2 separate regions of the Mus musculus genome follow, and region 1 is linked to region 2. The links are chromatin contacts, called in public Hi-C maps. All regions are on one chromosome and are shown on one strand. The core of a region is the stretch at or near the end of the contact, and the rest is flanking DNA. Distances in the headings are between cores, read along the strand shown. Region 1 overlaps Gm27166 (a long non-coding RNA gene). Region 2 overlaps Ets1 (E26 avian leukemia oncogene 1, 5' domain).

Region 1 (3,943 bases), core at 449-2,948, 330 kb before region 2:
CCTTAGCTACTCTGCAGAATGTATCCCATATTGTGGGGCAGAAGGTGTCAAACCAATATTATCTCATAGAAACAATTCTTGAATAGGGAGGAGTCTCATTGGTTGACACATTAACCAATTCACAGTTGAAACATGGAAAATGTTTAAACCATGATTCTGTTCTTAGCCAAATTCTGTCAAGTAAATTCTTTCGTTGTCTTTCTTCCTTCCTTCCTTCCTTCCTTCCTTCCTTCCTTCCTTCCTTCCTTTCTTTCTTTCTTTCTTTCTTTCTTTCTTTCTTTCTCTCTTTCTCTCTCTCTTTCCTTCCTTCCTTCCTTCCTTCCTTCCTCCCTCCCTTCCTTCCTTCCTCCCTCACTTTCTCCCTTCCTTCCTTCCTTTCTCCCTTCCTTCCTTCCTTCCTTCCTTCCTTCCTTCCTTTCTCCCTTCCTTCCTTCCTTTCTTTCTTTCCTTCTTTCTTTCAGTAATTCATTCTGTCATTAGGTGCTTGTCTTGGTAAATCTCTGTGTCAGATACGGTTCTCAGTATTAAATAGAACATCCCACTGATTAAACACTATCTATAATTCAGCAGCCTGGGAGGGCAGTAGAGATGGAAGGAAAAGTACCATGTGAAGAACATTATAGGGAGAAAAGGAGAGGAACATGTATTACATAGATTGTTGTTTTAAATATAAACATTTTCATGTTATTTAATTTTCATTGCTTAATTAATTTTAATTGACAGTAATTATGCATCTCCACAGGGTAAAGGATGATGCTTTGCTACATATAGACACTAGACAATAATTGAGTCAGTGTATTCAGCATCAGCATCATCTCATACACTCATACTTGGTCTGAGGACATTGAAATTCTACTCAACCTCACAAAAGGAAGTTCTGTCATCTACAGCAACATAGACAAATAAAAGGGCAATATTTTATAGAGAATGCAAAAGCATGCAGCTTTTCCATCTCCACACCCTCGCCTGTCTCCTACTCCCACACTGCTTCATGTAGTGTGATGGCTATTGTCCTTCAATTCATGAACCTCCCTAGACCCCTCACAGGCAAAGTCCATGGTAGGCAAAATCCAATGGTAAATGGAATCCCTTCTATAAACTGACACAATATTTATGTGCCCCCCCACACACTTGTGTACAATTGGAAGAAAGTGGAAATAGTTGGATATTTGGTTAATTATTACCAGAAATAAATCGAAATTAAGCCAAAAGAGGAGGTCAGTGCCCCAATGAAACAGCAAAGAATTGGAACAGTGCAAACTCATGATTGACATGCTGTCAAGAAACTGCTGGTATCACTCAATTTTTGTTTTGTGTTGTTGTTGTTGTTGTTGTTGTTGTTGTTGTTGTTGTTGTTTTGCAAGCATATGCTCTCCTTCTTCCAATTGCTCTCCTATTTACTTCCTCTTGCTTATTTCTTGGGGAAGCATAACAAAATCTCTCTAGCTCTCTATTTAAATTATTCTGGAAAATAGATAACTTGGCCCAACTTGACCAAGTACCATCTCCCATATCAAATAATAGTGGGAAGAGTGGGGCAGGCTTTGGTTCCATGGGAATGACAGTCACCACATGGGCATGGGACTCTAATGGGGATGAGAAAGCAATAATGGATACATAAACTCAAAGCTCTGAATCACCCACTGGGCTCTTGGGTCTTTGACTATGCTGCCTGTAATAATGAACTGAGTCAGGACTCTGAAGAAAGGAGCATGAAGAAACAGAGATGACTCAACAGGTAAAGGCACCCAAGCCAGAGGACCTGAGTTTGATCCTGTGAATCTGCATGGTTGGAGAAAATGACTGACTCCAGAAAGTTGTCCTCTGACTTTCATACATCATGGCTTACATGCGCATGCATACACATATGGGCACACACACATAGTTCATTGTTTTGGAGGTAGAGAGTGGCACTTCTTAAATGAAACCACAGTACAAGAAATGTGTTGTAATATTGTGAGGGGTCAGATAGAGACAGGACCAATGATCTGGAAAGAGCAAAGAACAAGGTCACGTGATGAGGGAGAGTCTGGAGAAAAACTGAAAAAAAACTATTAGTGGCTCCATTATTTTATGGGATTAAGGCCAGGAACACACAAAGATAAGCTTGATGTTGCGTTCCCACAGACTGAAGATGCTCACTGGCTTTTAACATCATCCTTGCTGCCCAGCCTCTGCTCTCTGCATAGGAATCCCCTCTTTGCAGTAAATATGCTATCATAAAGAAACCCCTACAGCTAAATTTAGTCTGTGTTTAAGGATATATTCTGCCTTAATTTTAGACTCTTCAAACAAACCAAGCACATCCCTGCTTAGAGCCAGTGTTCTTAGTTGCTCTCTGCATTTACAGTTAAAAAAAGTTCTCAGTTACCTGTAATACTTCTTAACAAGATCCCTTTAGGTATTTCTTGTCACATATCTCTTTTCTGCCTAGCCTACCTTAGTATTACTGGGAACTCAAAGGCTTGATTTTGCTCATTTTTATTGGAAAATAAATATGGGTATCATAAATTCCAAAGAATGCTTTTATTTTTTATTGACTATTTTTGCTCATTGGAGTATACCTTCCATGTGTATGTGGTGATATGTACTGTTTGCTGAAGTACTTTTCCCTTCTAGAATATTCCTAAGGCTGTGCAGTTGCCTGTTAGGTATTTGTAGCAATTTGTAGCATGAATCCCTTCTGGCTATAGTTAGTAGTCATCATGTTAGGTTGAAATAATCCTTGAGACAGAAAGCTACCTGTAAAAGACCTATGATTTCTCTCATTGCCACATGACAGCAAATAGTCTTTATTTCCAAGGTATGAGAACAGACCAACCTCTTTGTAGTGTTTTAGCGAAGTTTAGAACAGGAATAAGTGACCAGTAGTTCGGTACAGGACATAAAGTCCAGTAACTGGAGAACTGGAATGATGGCTCAGGAGTTAAGGGCACTTTCTGCTCTAGAAGAAACCCTAAGTGTTATTCCCCTAACTCACAATGTGGCTCACAACCATTTACAACTCTAGGGATCTGCGTTCCTGCTTTGACCTCTGAGGGCACCACACATGCATATGGTACATATATATTCCTTCAGGCAAAACATTCACATACATTTTTTTAATCTTAAAAAATATTTAAATAAGAAAATAACACTTCTTACAGTCTCTCCATCTTTGCAAGTTCAACCCCTACTGCAAACAAAAGGTAAAGGGAGTGGTAGTAGTTGACTACAGATAGACCCGCTCAGGGTCCCCAAAACAGGATCTAACATCATCAGGTGATAGCAATCAACTACCTGGGTTAGTTCAAACGGACTTCACCTGTTAGATTTCTCCTAGTAAACTTTTCCTGCATCATATATATATATATATATATATATATATATATATATATATATATATATAATATATAGAATTCTGGAAATAGGCTTCCAAAGAAAGCACACCATATCCTGATAGTACCTACCTTATGATAGGCAAAAGGGGCAGAGAGAAAGAGAGAGAGAGAGAGAGAGAGAGAGAGAGAGAGAGAGAGAGAGAGAGATCCAATCTCCAGACTTGTATACCAGCATCAAAGATACTGCTTGGCTCAGCCAGTTCTTTTGCTAGAGTGTATTCTTGCTTCCTATGGTTAATCTTTTGACTACCTGCTTTATTGCGGTTTCCCCTCTGAATTCTCTCTCAGGAGCACTAGAACTAATATTCCTGCTGAGGAGTGAGCCCAAGGAGAGCCGAGGCTGCCGCGTAACAGTAGCACAGCCCATCTTCTCACTGTCTTCCCAGAAGCAAGAAATAGCACAATCCACAGTAATGAGCAGTGAGCTAGCCTGAGCCTGTTTGATTCAATGCAACGAATTTGTTGTTCTCTGGGCCTTGGCTTCCTTGAAGCGGTTTAACATGGGTTATGTATTGAACTGTGCTATGTCCTAGATCCCAGGATCTACATATACCCCTTATTTG
Region 2 (3,912 bases), core at 813-3,312:
CATCAGAGAAGCCAATGATACTGTTCTTCTCTGGATACCTCTATAGTGTACTAAGCTATCATGCACTTTAAAAACAAAGTTTCACTCTCTATAACAGACTATGATGCTACACAGCCCACGCAGGGAATCCAGAAGGATCCCATAGCAAATCCGATCATCTTTAATAATAGTTAAGCAAAGCATGTAGGCCAAAATCAAATCTCTCCCAGTCTCTCACACACATGGGACTAAATAAGATCAAAATATGCCCAGGGTATATTCCTTCCCACTCGCAGGAACTTTGTAGACTGGTAAACACACATAGACTTAGTGATGTACTATGTGACAAGTCATAAATTAAGTAACAAAAAGCAGAATATAATTAAAATTATATTGCTTTCAATAGAGTTATTATTGAAGCATCTGGGATCAACTAAGCCAGGGAGCCTTTCCAGGATCCCTATCATAAAAAGACAGAGGCAGAGTGGACAGTAGCACTTACTGATGAAGTAATCCGAGGTGTAACAGGATTCTGGGTAGGTAGGGTTGGCTCCATTAACCTGATATGGTTTCACATCCTCTGTAAGAAACAAACCAGGGAATAAAATGAAGATAACACGCAAGTGACATGTGACCTGCAAGGATCTTAAAACACAAGGACCCCAACAATCTCAACCGATTTTTTCTAGGAAGTCTGTAAGCACACTACAGGAGTTGGGGTCTTGGTTGTCTGGATGGAGCCTTATCTCAGGATGACATCACTAAAGTACGGCTGAGCTTAACATATCAGCAGCTGTGAAACGGGATTGGTCCATTTATCTTGGGAGGAGACCCAGTGGGCAATCACTGAGGGTTGAGAGAACGGGCATCCCTATTGGGTGGTGTCTTGCTGTTTCCCTTCAGAGAACTGAATCTTCAGGCTCAAGTGTGGGGATGTCTCAAGGACCAAGATCAGCACCTAACACTCAAACGGGTCGACTAAAACCCATTTCAGAACACACGCTAGCCTTCAGGCAAGTGGGTATTTGTATCCTCCACTTTTTGCAGATATCTGGATTGTTTTTGTCCTTTTGAATTCTGCTTTTCTCATTGTTCTCAGAATTCAAGTTCAGGCCCAGACAAGAAGCAGGACTCTGGTAAGGTGACGCCACTCAGTGAACTGTGAGGACTTATGTAAAGTAACAGAAGCCAACACGTCCACACTGCCTAGATTCCAACTTCATTAGGACCCAGGAAGAAATAAAGTGTAGCGGAGAGCCGATCTTTCGCAGTGGGGCTCGGGGTACTCTGCTACCCCAGAATCAATCGCAGTAGCTGTCGACACTCTACAGAGCCTGACTGCATTTCTTTGCAAAGATCAGTCATCAAGAGAGACTGCTGATACGGGTTTTTCCTCAGGTACCTGCTAGCCTCCTGAGAGCAAAGGCTGATGGGAAAACAAGTTTATGCCTGCACTCAAAAAAAAAAAGTTCCCAGTTGAGATAAAATGATTACACACTGCTTGAGCGGCTTATCAGATTCAAACATCCCCTGCACCTTTGGCCTCCAGCTCCACCCCAAGCAGCTATGCTCTCTGGCTGCCATGCTGCTCCTGTTAGATCAACAGAAGGGACGCTGTCCTACGCACAAACGTCCCTGTCATCCCTTCAGAAACGGAAATCCATAGCCTGACAGTTTTACTGCCTCAAGCAACGGGACCCTGGCTAGGATGACCGGACTTGCCTCCTCACACCGACTCCATTACACCCTGCTTCACTTCAAATCCCTGACAATGCTCCTCTGCATGAACACTGTCAATAGTCTAATCCTGTCTCAGTGGTAGAGTTTCCTCGGAGCATCACAGCAAGAGCACTGGGTGAGAAGTGAAACGAAAACAGACTTGGAAGTAAGTAAAGTTTAAAGGGTCGATCACTGATTGTGGCTAATTTCAAGAGTTTATATTTGGCAGCACTTTGGAATCAAGGATATGAACAGACCATGATCAGCCTCTGACAGACCGAGACTACCCCCAGCTCTGGGTACGTCCACTGCAGGAATTCATTTAGAGTTCACAGAAGCACCATATTGACAGACTATGTTTGGTTTCATGGTCTGGTGCAACCTGCTGTTGTGTTCAGAAGACAGAAGTTAAACCGGTGCTGCGTAGAGTCTGCCACATCCTTCTTTATCCTCCTATGAACAGGTCAATTATGTCAGTGCCTAGGGGTCTGCACCAGTGCCCTTCCTACAGCGAGCAGTTGTCCAGTCCTGAGTAGCAGCAGCCACAGGAAGAGCTACCAAGTCCTTAACTGTGTTCATCCAGGGATCAGTTTCGACAAGAAGCTGAGGTGGAGGAAGACATACCACATTCATATGCCCAGAGGATTGGAACCTAGGTCTCTAGGTCTCTAGAGTGAGGTGTTCGTTCTCTTAAACAAAGGAAGGTCTTACATGGACTGAGCTGTGTGCCCTGCCCCCAGATGCTGTGCCTAGAGATTGAGGCTGGTAACCACAGGGAAAGGGTGGGCCTGGTTACAGAGGGCAGCAGGCTTCTAGGCTTACAGTCAGCTGTAGGGCACTGCTGACTGCTGGTAACTGCCATTTATTTTAAGAAGAAATTTAGACAAATAAGCACAGAAACACCCAAGTTTGCGGCCCGCTGCTGTTGCTATACTCAGCCGGAGCTACGGGACATGAGTCACTTGGTCCAAAAAGGTTAGAAGAGGCCAGGCCAGTAGAGGAGGCTGTGTCATTACAAGGTTGCAACACCACGTCCTGATATAACCCTAGCTTTGGCTCCAAATGTAAAAGGTATTCTACGCTGCCTTAATCCCAAGCCAGTGACTGGCAGAGAAACTTGTCTTGCTAATGGGCTTGGAAAAGCTGTACTCTCCTGTTACCAGAGAGAATACACCACAGACCAACGGAGTATATATCAAACGTTCCAGAGCAGGTGAAACTCCTGTTTTATATATCCAGATTTATTTAAGTTCAGACACTATTTATTCAAATAATGTATGGGTCTAAGAAAATAACTCGAATTGTATACAAGATGCTAGAGAAGTACAATCTTGTTTAAAAAAAAAATAAAATATGAACTCCTAAGGCAGAGAAGAAAATAAGCCAACATGTATTGAGCTCTTGCTTTGAGCCAAACACAGCCCCACATACCGTCTATACCATGGCTGAACACCCACAGGCAACAACAGCAAGAGCATCCCACTGTTGGGCCAGCCTTCCTCCTACTCTTAGAGAAACTCCACCCAGTGCCCCTCCCCATTTGCACACATTTACCTTTCTGCAGGATCTCTAGATGCTCCCACAGGATATCCCCAACAAAGTCTGGAGCCAGCTCGAGGAAGCATTCTTTACCCAGGGCACACAGTGCTGCTCCACTCATACAGAACTTCTGGAAGTCCACACCTTTCAGGCTGAACTCATTCACAGCCCACATCACCCAGTCCCGGACGTGGGTTTCTGTCCACTGCCGGGGGTCTGAGAAGAGAGGCCAAGCGAGGATATAGTAGGTCAGGCTGGGAGAAGGCAGGGAAGGGCCGAAACAGAGCTGACGATGCTAGTTACTCTACACCTTGGGAGCAGCATCTTGTCCAGCACCTCTCAGACTCTTCCTCCCTCATCTAGCACCCCACTTTCCCATCTCCTCAGCTAGGAGGAGCTAAAATCAGCCAACAGCAATTCCCTGCTTTTTTTTTTTTCAGGCCAAGATTTCCATTGATCTCCTCTCTCACCCTGATTCTCATTAAAAAATATCAAAAGCCCCCAGATAAGGGACTATGCCTTCTTTAATGGCAATAGCAATGGAAAGTGTTTCCCACAAACTGCACATGCCTCTTTCTGCTCTCAACGCTGCAATACACTTGAGATTTTTTTATACTCAATTATTTTTTATCTTAGCCACTCAGGTTTTATAATAATCACAGCAATTAGTAATGG

Evidence for each region. A called contact is a pair of places that touch in the nucleus more often than the background predicts.
Region 1: a Hi-C map of liver shows a contact between it and region 2, with 1.5 times the contacts expected there. The contact joins two enhancer-like sites. A contact is called at or near these places in 3 of 484 Hi-C or Micro-C datasets (cranial neural crest, liver and regulatory T cells) and 2 of 115 datasets of contacts at active chromatin or transcription factors (both in regulatory T cells).

What each region holds. Positions count from the first base shown.
Region 1 is chr9:33,063,581-33,067,523 of GRCm38.p6, reverse strand. All of the region lies in intron 1 of Gm27166 (a long non-coding RNA gene), which reads right to left. Among named protein-coding and RNA genes, the nearest start is that of Gm27166, 34 kb to the right of the region's middle. Within about 2 kb of position 1,698, at least 2 of the 459 cell types and tissues checked have an H3K27ac peak or open chromatin away from gene starts, as enhancers often do. A contact at or near this core is called in liver, where this site is marked.
Region 2 is chr9:32,729,596-32,733,507 of GRCm38.p6, reverse strand. It overlaps Ets1 (E26 avian leukemia oncogene 1, 5' domain), which reads right to left. Exons shown (of 10, transcript NM_001372534.1): 5 at 3,253-3,453; 6 at 482-559. Among named protein-coding and RNA genes, the nearest start is that of Gm3331, 52 kb to the left of the region's middle. Within about 2 kb of position 2,062, at least 80 of the 459 cell types and tissues checked have an H3K27ac peak or open chromatin away from gene starts, as enhancers often do. A contact at or near this core is called in liver, where this site is marked.